Linked DNA regions of Danio rerio: region 2 is linked to region 1. The links are chromatin contacts, called in public Micro-C maps. All regions are on one chromosome and are shown on one strand. The core of a region is the stretch at or near the end of the contact, and the rest is flanking DNA. Distances in the headings are between cores, read along the strand shown. Region 1 holds the start of trip6 (thyroid hormone receptor interactor 6). Region 2 overlaps agfg2 (ArfGAP with FG repeats 2).

Region 1 (6,226 bases), core at 1,430-3,929:
TGATCTTCACTGCCTGAGAAATATACGATATAAAGTGGGTCTCAGACCGGAAGAAGCACTCCATAAATTCTTTTCCGCGCTATGTCTTTAAAATATGAACATTAATGTTACCCCAGTATTTTTCAAAGGAGTTTTTAGTGCTAGCGTGCAGCTACTGACGGCGTTAACATTTACACAGTCTTTCATCTAGTTTTACGCTTGAACAATTAAATGAATGCTTAAATCTGTTTAACTGGTTGTATTTTGATAACATTACAACATCGATGCTGTTAAAGGAACCTGATGAAATTTAAAATAGTCACATAAACCTTTCACCGGAAGCATATCATTGGCTGAAAAAACACTAGCTGTGCCTAAATCCTGTTGAATTTACTTCATGGCCATTAAGAAAGTATGTTCTTGATATGAATATGAGCATAGTAAATGGATTTCAGACGTATCTGTCAGTTGGTTATTATCACATAGATAAATTCTCTCGCATGACATTGCCTGACAGTAAATTGTTCATTGAATACGCACTTCAGAATCTCACAGAAAGTCATCCGGATACTTTAGGTCTATCAATTTTTTAAGTACTATATAGCATGGATGTAAGTGATTTCAGGCGCAGCCATTATGTCATACAAGAGATGCTGTAAAAGATGCAAACTAAACATATGGAAAGCTGTAAGAGTCCGAATTGATCAGTTCTGTAGTAGCGCCTTACAAACTTTGCCATGCCATTATGAAAATGGAATGTGACAGTATGTTTCATTTGTAAGCATTTGGCTGTCCAATGTGGGGCAACAGTTTTTATGGAAGGGAATATATAATGTCTGATGTTTAAATATGTGCATCATATGCAAATATGGACTAAATTACACCGATTTCATTGGCTGTTGTGATTGACACACAGACAGTCATACTAATCATGGGATAGTCAACTTTATTTGAAAGAGACTTGCCCTGATTACCTTCCATATTATTTTATAGAGACAATGATTTTACAGTATGAAACAGTTGTACAATACAGATGAATTCTGACCCTTTTAGGCTTCCATACATTTGCCTTGCATCCTTTCCATTTCTAATCAAAATGTCCTAAAACTCTGCTCTCAAATTAAAAGTAGCTCAGGTAAAAAAAAGCAAACATGTCTCTTAAATTTCTCCATTTTGTGTTTACCCTCTCTATGATTGTAATGCGTCATATGTGTTTTGGCGGGAAGATTGGTCTGCAGACTTATGCTTGGTTTTCCCTTGACAACCTTCAACTAATAATCCCTTTACCTCTTTCTCCATGATTTCGTTCTGCAGGTGATGACACCTATCACGATATCTTCAGGGATTTCTCCCAAATGGCCTCCAACAACCCGGAGAAGCTGAAGCGCCGTAGTGCCGATATGAAATAAAGCGGCTGAGCAGCAGATGTCAGTGTTTCATCAATACACACACACACACACACACGTAGGCTCCAGCAGACCCAATGAAGTTCCCACATTCCACAGTAAACACCTCTTATGAAACGCTGCTTCATTTGGTTTATCTGGCCTACATGAGCGTGGGTCTAAATATCTGGGTTTTAGCATATTTATCCCAGCTTAGGCTTAGTTTAGGTCAGTTATTTTTTCAGGCACAGTCGTTATTAGGCTACTTCGCTTTGACCTTCATCATTTGAGTAAGTTTACACATCAGAAGCGATGAAAGCAACAAGTGGAGCAAAGCTAAGAAAAATGGTGGAGTATGTTTTTAATTTAAACAGCATTGAAATTAACCTTATTCAAATGATTTGATGCGCATCTTTTCATTCACCATATTGTGAGCCACAGTGTTATTGCAACTTGAATGTAAATGTTCCTTTGGGTGAGAGAGCCCTGTCTGCTTGGGTCTCCAGTATAATTTTATTTCAGTTTTTTTCTTTATATAAGACCAAAATATGTTTGAAATTGGTTAATTGGTGTATTTTGTACGCCACATTGTTAATTGAAATACCATGAAATGGTATAATATGTAACTAAATAAATGATTCATATAATAAATGACTCACTTGTATTTTTAAGCTATGCCACTGGTCAACTAGGACAACAAGGATTTTGCAATGACTTATATGAATGCTAAACCATTCAAATGTTTAGTGTAGTCAGGGTTCCCACACATTCATGAACATCAGATTCAATTTTTAGATCAAGATCCTGTAATTCACACAACTAGCATGTGCACCACCATAAAACTCATTCATGTACTTATTTACATTAAAAAAATGTCATATTAATGATGTTTTGAATGTCACTTAAAAATGTTGACCATTTTAAACAATCATGTTCAAAGGAATTTATTGAAATTTGTTGAATGCAATACTAGTAATATTTAAATGGGTTTCTGAAATATTGATAAAAAGAGCTTTATTTCATTGTTTTTTTTTTACAAGACTTAAATGTAATGTTTTTAAATAAAAAAATTCTATTTTTTTTGTTCAGTTTTTGACAGCAGCACAGTACATTTGTTGAATTAACACCATAAACTTTAAATTGAAGTCCTTTCAAGAACCCATGTTTGTTTTAAAGGTGGCCTATTATGAAAATCTGTGTTTCTAGTGAGACAATAATGAAAATTTTCGTCCCTTAGTTATTTGTAAGCGTGCTTTTCACCTACTACGTTTCTGGGACTTTTATTTTAAAAACATGCGGCAGTTTATTTACTGTGCGTTACTGGGCAACAACAGCACGAGGCACGTTAAAAACTGGCCTCAGGGACGCAAAAGGCAAGATTTACAGATTATACATTTTTCATTTCCACTCCAAAGAGCCATATGGTATGTTTTGTTACATCTTTTGGTAATTTATCATGATTATTGTGAAATTTAATGCGTTTGTTTCAACAGACACTGTAGACTGGTGAATCGTGTCAAATCACTCAGCTCAACTGTCATCTGTTTCGGCTGTGTTTTCTTTGAATATAGCTTAAAAATACAACAAGATACATCTCTATCACTCTCTGTTAGCAAGTTTTATTATTAGTTAGCTTTTATCCAGAGCAAAACAGGTTAACTTTACTCTGATTGGGTTTATAACGGTCCGTGTTCAGCGTACATCCTGCTGAGCGTTTGCTAAGTCAGAGCTGAGCTCAATAATATTCACGACACGAGCCATATATGGTCAATCATGGGCCTTCTGATTCTCTGGACATTTTTTGAGTAATTAATTAGCTTATTAAACCGCTTCTGTATATTTTTTGAGCTTACCGAAGCCTTTAACCTACTATGTAGATATCAGAAAACAATTTAGCTTTTTAAACCCATGCAGTATTCATTCATTCATTCATTTTTTTGTTGGCTTAGTCCCTTTATTAATCTGGGGTCGCCACAGTGGAATGAACCACCAACTTATCCAGCACGTTTTTACGCAGCGGATGCCCTTCCAGCCACAACATACAAAATGTCGGCCTGACAAATATCTCAATTAAGACAGGTATCTCAAACTGTCAACAAATTGTAATTTTAGCGCAGCCTCTTTAAGCAGACGTATGTCACTCGCTCGTACACGTGTAGAATCTACAGCTAACAGAGAGACGTCATCTGGCAAACTCTGCATCAACCTGAACTTCTTTCTGAAAGACCAACGTGGCCTTGTATGAATGAAAAGAAAGAATGTTTCTGAAAGGGCTTCTGCCAAAAATGCAGAATCAAAACTTTTCTAAACCCTGAATTAATATCGGAATTACTTTTGTACGCTGGAGGGAAATGACGTTATGCAGTTCAAAACAATGATCTGAAGGGTGACACCACGGATGTATTTCTTTAAGACGAGTATGTTTTAAAACTATTTTAGCCACGCAAAACTTATGTAGACTGTCTATATGTCACAGTTTGTAGACTGTGTTGTTGTTTATGAATGAGTTTATATGCATGGAAGTGTTTCTGTTTTTAGCACTCCTTTTATCTGATCTAATTTTTATGTAGTCTAATAACAAAACAAGTAAATAGTGCTCTTCCACCTAACTAGCCTTGCTGAGGTGAAGTTTGATTTTGATTCTTGAGGACTGTCAATAACTATGCTTAATAAAGAGCTAGTCTCCATAGAGTTTTCTAATTGGTGAATGACATGGTCTAGTGTGATATCTAACTGGTGCGCGTTCATGACTTAATGAAGTCATGGCTTTGGATGGCAGGGGAGGGAGGTAAAATTTCTAAGCTATCATGCTAATGCTAGCATTCTGGCAGATCACCTACTGCACCTTTAACTGTTAGAAAATGACAGTAGAGCTACTATTTTGAAAATAAATCAAATAACCACAAAATTTTTAAACTTTCTATACATCGAGAAAAAGTAACACAAAGATTTTTAACACTGACAATGTTTCAGATTGTTGACATCATCACAGACTAATCTCTGAGGAATTCCATTGGAGACTAAAGAGGAAGAAGCTGAAAATACAAAAGCCCCCTATCTCAAAAATAAAAGACAAGACAAAAAATAAAGTGTAGAAAACAGACATAGCATTTTTATTGACGACATTAAAACATTGTTCCAATAAAACCCAGCTGTCTTGTTATGTGCTTTCCTGGAAAAATAAAGCGTAACAGGCACATGATGTTGGCTGGTACTGTGCTAAAAGGTGAAACTACCCGATTGGCTCGCACAGTGAGGTCTTTTCAACCTTTAAATTAGATCAAAAGTCAACCTGCACAGCGTAAAGCTATAAAGTTCAAAGGGTCAGATGATGAAATGTTGCTAAATGTTATTTGGAGATAGACTGTACTGAGGCAAAATGACATCTACAGGCCAAACTGCATTGTAAAATTGCATAACTACAGTGCATCTGAAGGCAATAACAGTCATGAGAAAGACATGAGAAAGTCAAGTCTTTAAACAAAGTAAAGTCTGGCAGTGGCAGAGCTCATTGACTCGGTCTATGGAGATTAAGGCTCACGTGTGTGGTGTTATAAGGAGTGCGTCTTAAAACATCATTGACTATTCAAGGGTTTCCCATGGGAAGCAGAGGATTAGCAAGACTAAACTTACACCAGTTTGTGCACAGTAAACACTTTAAATAATTTAATGTGCAACATAAAGGCTTCAGTGTGCAGCACTTTGGTCAATGATTTATACATGAATTTAAATTAGTGACACTGGAAAATGTATGTCAGTAATCTCTCTGAGACTTTGAGCTGGAAGATCACAGTGAAACACACAATATTCTCTTCAAAAATACTATAAAATATGCACAGTTTGGAATATTACATGATGCAACTGAAAAGATGACACCAATATACAACAGTGCTGGTAAATACAAAGTACATTAATTCAATCATCACATTTCTCCAAAAGCAAGAACAGACCAGCTTAGACAAAAAGGAAAAAAGAATAATGCTCAACACAAGGAGAAGAACAGAATAAGTTTTTGAAGTTAGCATTTAGCTTTCTAGTGAAACCACAAGAGCTGTTAAAACTCGTAGGTCGAAAATAGCAATTAATTAGTAATAGCAATGTTGCTAACTGCTATTTTCAACATAGCAAGTTCCTGCTAACAGTTCTTGTGGTTTCAGTGGCCTAAATTACTTTGTTTTAGTACCAAAAAGTATATCTTTCAGTCATCATTTTCATGACTATCAACAAGCCAGCTGAAATCAAATGTATGTTATGTGCAAAACAGTGACATAATATTAAATTAGCTTCATATGAATGCAGTTACCATGCAGCCTCTAAAGCCAACTTGCTTGTTTGTGTAAATATTTTCCTTTTGTCTTAGCTATTGCTTAATGTCACACATACCTGACTTGATTACTGTGAAGCCCTCAGGGTTTACTGGCCAAACAACACATTAATGTCAATGCTAGCAGCACAAATAACCTTTTATATTCATTCACTCATTCACTTTCGTTCGGCTTAGTTCCTTTATTTATCAGGGGGGTTGCCACACCGGAATGAACCGCCAACTTATCCAGCATATGTTTTACACAGCAGATGCCCTTCCAGCTGCAACCCAGCAATAGGAAACACCCATACTCTTTCACATACATACTCTACAGCCAATTTAGTTTATTCAATTTGCCTATTGCACAAGTCTTTGGACTATGGGGAAAACTGGAGCACCTGGAGGAACCCAGGTGAACACGGGGAGAACATGCAAACTCCACACAGAAATGTCAACTGACCCAGCCGGGACTCTGCTGTGAGGTGACAGCTAACCATTGAGCCACCATGACACCATAACCTTTTTCAAATATCATATTTCTTGATAAACAACTCAA
Region 2 (6,226 bases), core at 1,849-4,348, 77 kb before region 1:
ACACACCTACCCACCCACATATCCATCCATCTACCTACCCACCCACCCACATATCCATCCATCTACCTACCCACCCATCCATCCATCCATCCATCGATCTATCTATCCATGTGTCCATCCATCTATCAATCTAACTATATATCTACTCATCCATCTATCCATCCATCCATCCATCCATCTATTGATCCATCCTTCCTTCCAGCCACATCTATCTATTTGTCCATCTGTCTGTCCATTCTTCTGTCTATTTCTATGAAATCTTTATATACACACAAACAGGTGTTATGTGACAGATTTTTAGTTTTGCATTGGACATAAAGGACAGATTGTATATTCGACATGAGCATTGAACTCTGTGTTCTAGACATCATGGTCAATGTGCTAGACAAAGTATTATTTCCTCTGACAACTGGTCTTCAGCCAACAATAAATTCAACAAACCACTCTCTTTGCGTTGGAGTTTTACCAGAATGACATCACTGCTTGCGTTGGCTTTGAGATCTACCACTAGGCTTACAGCATTTATGGGAGTAAGCATTTCTGTGTGATTTATTAAGCATAAGGCCTTGCAATAGTTCCGCACGGGAACACCAGCATATCCAATTATCAGATTCATTGCTTTATGGATTAAGTTCCTTTTAAGCCTAGCACGCTCTGTCAGATTTATAGCATTGTAAAAAATGTATCCTTCACAATACACAAATATGCGCTTGTGTCCAGCAGTCAGATAAATGCTGAGTCTGACCCTTGCTGCACGGAATTTCAGAGGGAAATATCCATGCATATCAATAGTAAATATAAAACTTACTAAATCTGAGATAAAGAAATCACACATACATCATGCAGTACACAGTTAAGAGACTTCAGTCTATTGATGAAAAAACGTATATAATATTAAAACAGATCCCAAAACATTTTTCGTTTAGAAAACATCACTTTCCAAAGACTAGCATTAATCTGTACGGCAGTTATTCTTTTTTTACAAATAAAAAAACTTGTACCTGAGGTTGTGCTTTTGAAGGGGTTACTAGGAGAAAGAACAGGCTGAGCACAACTGGCTGTGGAGTTGAACGGGTTTGGGAAATCTGAATCAGAGAGAGAAGAAAAAGTGTTATGTGTCGCACACTGCAGAAGGTCTCTCATTAGCACAAATTGTTCTTTGGATCCATTCCCTGTTTTGACTTAATTATTGTGATTTTACACATGTTTGCATCTCAGGGATTTCCTGAGGTCACGCTGTAAGATCGTCCAGATGTTGTGTGTCACACCCAAACTATAAAAACAGCTTAAGTTCTGTTTAAAAACACTGGGAAAGTGGATCAGTTTGAATATGGGGTTTTACATCTATTATTACTTGTTCACACACAAAAGAAGGCCAGTTTACATCAAAAACAATAACTATGGGTCAAAGACGAAACATCACATTTTGGGGTTCACATCAAATTAAATGAACCAAAGCCATTTGATAAATATAGAAAGTATATAAAATCCAAATAAACTGTCTAAAATCTCAAAACATTGAGTGAAATAATTTTCCCTTGTAGCGGCACAGTGGCTCAGTGGTTAGCACTGTCGCCTCACAGCAAAAAAGTAGCTGGTTCAAGTTCTGGCCAGGTCAGTTGGCATTTTTGTGTGGAGTTTGCATGTACTCCTGTGTGGAGTTTGCATGTGGGTTTCCTCTGGGTGCTCCGGTTTCCCCCACAGTCCAAAGACATGCAGTATAAGTAGAACAAATGGTTGAACTAAATTGGCCGCAGTGTATGAGTGTGTGAGATTGAGTGTGTATGTGTGTTTCCCAGTACTGGGCTGTGGCTGGAATGGCATCTGCTGCATAAAACATAAGCCAAAATAGTTGCCGGTTTATTCCACTGTGATGACCCCTGACAATCAAGAACCAAAGCCTGGTTTAACTGGTGTAACTACATGTCGCAACAACGCAGAGTGCAAGCACTGTGATTGGTCAGCTTGGTATCACTGATGAGTGTGGGTGGGACCCAGAGCCGTGCAAGCCCGATGAAGTGAGTGTTTAGAAGTGTCAAGTCCCGTGAAGGAGGTCCAGCTGGAAAGTTTTGCGCGCAGTTTGTGTTGCTCTGCAATAACACTTCTGAAATGCTAACTGGCAGTGAGGTGTTAATGTTCCTCTGTGTTGAGTTTCTTCGCTGGTGTTTTGTTTTTTCTGAACGCTACCTTAATGTAGAAGTAGCTTAAACTCGCTCACTTTGAGCTGGGAACCAGTGGACGTGAAACAACTTTAATTATAAGGTAAACACAAAACAACAGTTTCCACCTTGAGATCCTTCACAAGACTCGACACTTGTAAACTATCGGTCCAAAGGGTTTGCGCAACTCTCAGTCGAGGGCTGCCCCGGAGCATACGCGTGTGCTTGACGCAGAAGTATAAATCAGCCTTAAGCCAAAGGACAATGAATGAATTTTCCATTGTCATTCAGTGTAAAATATATGCTTATGTGAAAATTTAAGCATACTTCAGATTTGTACTAAAAGGGATAGTTCACCCAAAAATGAAAATCCTGTCATCATTTACTCACCCTTTACATATTTCAGACTTTTCTGCTGAACACTAAAAAAGATATCTTGAAGAAAGCAGAAAACCTGTAACCATTGACTTTCATAGTAGGAAAAACAAATACTATTGAAGTCAATGGTTACAGATTTGTTATTTTAACTAATTAAAAATGTTTTGCTGACAACCTATCAGTTTGAAGTAGAATGATGACGTATAAAGATTGACTTTCTGTTACCTTTTTTTAACATGTGATCCCTTAAACTACAAAATAATGCTTGCAGTTGCTCACTTGTAAATGTCTGAGATCCAGATGTGGCCTCTGGAACCCCTGGGGAGCTGAAAACAACAGAAAATACTGTAACTGACTGTATGAAGAACAATGAGAATTAAAAAATGAATCTATAAACCCTTAGCAAACATCTTAACAGTAGTGTGGTTGGAGGATATCTTTCTACGAATTTATTTAGACTCATGTGATGATGTTTAAAGTTTTACCTTGCAGGGGTGGAACTGGATGATAGTCGGTTACCAAAGAGGGTGCTGTACTGAGGAGGTCCATCAGAGGGAGCTGTTGTAATGGCTACAGAGTGATAGAAGGGCTTGTTAACGCTGTACTGAGGTCCTCAGTTAAACCAAATGCTATGAACAGATTTATATTGCTTGATATTTCGTTTGTTATGAATTTTATGACCTATAATTTTATAATAATAGGCACAACCATTCATATATCCCTACCTGTGACAGGTGTGCTCTCCGAGAACACTTTATCAAGGTGTGATAAGGCTGCATACTTGTCCTGAGAGGCAGGGGGCGGAGCAGCAGAACTGAGAGCATTGTGGGCGTGGCTTAACCCCCCGAAATCCAAACTCATCGATTTAGGGAAGGCTCTGAATGGAGCCCCACCCCCAGTTGAAAGAGTGCGACCTAAACCAGAAAAGAAAAGCTCTCTTTAAATGCGTTTGTGTTGTTGCTCATTATATTTGTGAAATATGCAGCATCTGTTAGAACTTGCTGAGGCAATGCTAGAGTGATTGCTTCATGCTTCATGCAGTTCCTAAAAAACTCTTGTTTAGTGGTTACAAGGGTATTCTTGTTGGTTGCTAAGTAGCTGCTTACTGGTTCAACTAAAACAAAGTCTTTATTATATTTATTAATCTTTTAAAGGGTCAAGCTGAAATTATAAGTTGGTAGCAAACATCGTATTTCAATAGATTCTCTTTCTGATAAGCTGTTCATTCTGCCGTGGTGGTCCTTGATAAAGCAGGGAATAAGCCAAAGAAAGGTGAGTGATAGAGGGAGTAGTTTCTACGGTGGCCGAGAGAGCTTAACACAATCTAATTTAAGAAAGCACATGCAATTACAAAAAACACTAGGAAATAAAGAAACAATCTTCATCAATTTGACAGCACAAGTGTTGCACGTAATAACACATTCATATCTCAGCAGGGTCAGTCATGGTTTTGAGTCCCCTTGAAACATTTCCGTTGTGTTACGTGGATATTTGCAAGTGTCGTTAACAAAACTTTTACATTCCTCTGAGAAACGTAACAAAACTTTGTTTGTGAGCAAAATACTTTGAAAAGAGAGAGAAAAATTATTGAGTCCACAGTTCCTCTGGGGAATGTGGTTGTTTTTTGAGTGATGCATTACATTTGTGAGGGAACCCAAACTTTCTCAAGAGAAAATATAACATTTGTACAAGAAAACGAACACTTTCTCTGGTGAAAATGTTTTTACAAGAGATTTCAAACTTCACTGGAGAAACAAAACTTTCTTGGGATGGAGAGGCAGTAGAACACGGCATTTTTACAACACAACACAACACAACACAAACTTTCTCAGGGGGAAAACAACATTTTTACTAAACATTTTTGGTCAAACTAATACTTTCAGAGAAAACAAAACTTTCTTAATAAAATGCAATAATTTGTGAGGGAATGCAAACTTTCTCAGGGAAAAGTAATACCAAGACACTAACATTCTTGGTCCGGGGGAAGTGGAATACTTTTGCTAGAAAACAAACTTTCTTGGCATAGTGCCAAACTGTTGTAAGGTCTTTCCTGAGAGAAACAGTATTCTAGCAAGAATATGCAAACCTTCTTTTACAAGAGAACCCACTGATTTTGTGAAGGAAAACATGACTTTTATGAAGAAAAAGAAATACTTTGGGTACAAATGCAAAGTTTCTGAGAGTGCAAAAGTTTTCTGAGACCTCCAATTTCATATTTCCTCCAATCTCACTTTATCCCATCCCCATTTCCCCTAAGGGGCCTCTGCAGATATTCTTGTATCTAGCTGTGGCACATCTGCCTCCTTTGATGTAAGTTGATAGGATTTTTCTGCCTGTTCAGTCACTTCAGAAAGGTTACTGCACTACTCAACAAGACGTGTAGTCTCCTGCATGTCCATAACACTTAAACATTACATCCTGATACGAAATATGAGTTAAGATGATCAAACTTGAGTAACAGAAATAAAGTTCACTAAGATATTTATATTTAATTATAATTCTTGTTTGAAAAAAGGGATTCCCCCTCTTCTTTCTTCTTGTAAAAACTTTTCATTTTAATGAGACTAAATGACATCTGTGACTGATTTTGAATACCTAAAATGACTGATTATATGAGTGTCTTTATGTGTGTGTGATGTGTGTATTTTTACTTATTTATTGTCTATTTATGTACATACTATGTCAGAAAAAATACAGCCTGTCTAGGGCATAATACATATGAGACAAGTTTGCAATATAGTTCAAATAAACTGACGTCTTTATTAAACTCTCTCTATCAGTTAATGATAAAGAAACATTCTTAGAGAAACATTTTTTTTAACATTGCACGATCAGGCCTGTAGCCAGCTTATTGAAAAGGGTGGTTAAATTTTTCCTGAAAAACTGAAACTTTTTGCAGTTATTCGCCTGATTTTCTATTTAATTATGAGGTATAAATATTGCATTTTAGTGACATTTTAAGACCTAATTTTTGCTGGATTATGGTTATTATAACCACATTTTTTGATGTACCAAAAACTATTTCCAGCCATTTTGTAAAATTGCTTACTATACTATTTTACTATTTTAAGTGTTTACAAAAGTTTTATATTACGGTTATATACATAATGACAATTTTGAATAAAAAATGTGAAAAGATTTTGTGAAAATGCAAATTTAATATCATCTATCTTTACATTTTTTTTTTTTAGAAATCTGTTAAAACTTGTTTTAAATTAAACACTGAAGCCTACATGCAAATTACAAACTGGCCAGCACATTCAACTTTCCTCAGTCAGAATTGACGGGACTTTTTTGTGGCCAACACCAATAACAATGTCAACAACAACAAAAAACATCAGCCGATACCGTTATTGATAAATTGCATAGAGTAATATATAGTACTAGCTATTTTTCTCCTTTAAATTAGTTTTACTAAACACGGATTTTACTGACACATGGATTGCATCCATTTAACATTCATCTTACACATGTAAAGATATAAAAAAATACAATGTGACAATCTTTTAATGTGATTTTTGCTACTTAGTATTTCAACAACAGTAACTTTTCAGGGTTTTCCAGGTTTCTCCTCCTAAAATGTAAGACTTTTAAAGACCATTATAAATGGATTTTCAGACTTATACAGACCTATAGGTTAAGGATTTTTATTTTATTCAACATAACTTTTCTGTTAAAAAAAATGACAT

The links. A called contact is a pair of places that touch in the nucleus more often than the background predicts.
Region 2: a Micro-C map of caudal fin shows a contact between it and region 1, with 5 times the contacts expected there. The contact joins the enhancer-like site here to the promoter of trip6 in region 1. A contact is called at or near these places in 3 of 18 Hi-C or Micro-C datasets (caudal fin, embryo and hematopoietic stem cells) and 1 of 4 datasets of contacts at active chromatin or transcription factors (caudal fin).

The regions. Positions count from the first base shown.
Region 1 is chr7:20,032,553-20,038,778 of GRCz12tu, reverse strand. trip6 (thyroid hormone receptor interactor 6) reads left to right here and starts at 2,679. Exons shown (of 15, transcript XM_073908313.1): 1 at 2,679-2,737. acap1 (ArfGAP with coiled-coil, ankyrin repeat and PH domains 1) reads left to right here. Exons shown (of 24, transcript NM_001080579.1): 24 at 1,294-2,011. The coding sequence ends at 1,388. It overlaps slc16a13 (solute carrier family 16 member 13), which reads right to left. Exons shown (of 6, transcript XM_001920215.8): 6 at 4,452-6,226.
Region 2 is chr7:20,110,028-20,116,253 of GRCz12tu, reverse strand. All of the region lies in intron 7 of agfg2 (ArfGAP with FG repeats 2), which reads right to left. It also overlaps a transcript of acap1 not described here. Among named protein-coding and RNA genes, the nearest start is that of si:ch73-335l21.1, 14 kb to the left of the region's middle. Within about 2 kb of position 3,098, at least 7 of the 62 cell types and tissues checked have an H3K27ac peak or open chromatin away from gene starts, as enhancers often do. A contact at or near this core is called in caudal fin, where this site is marked.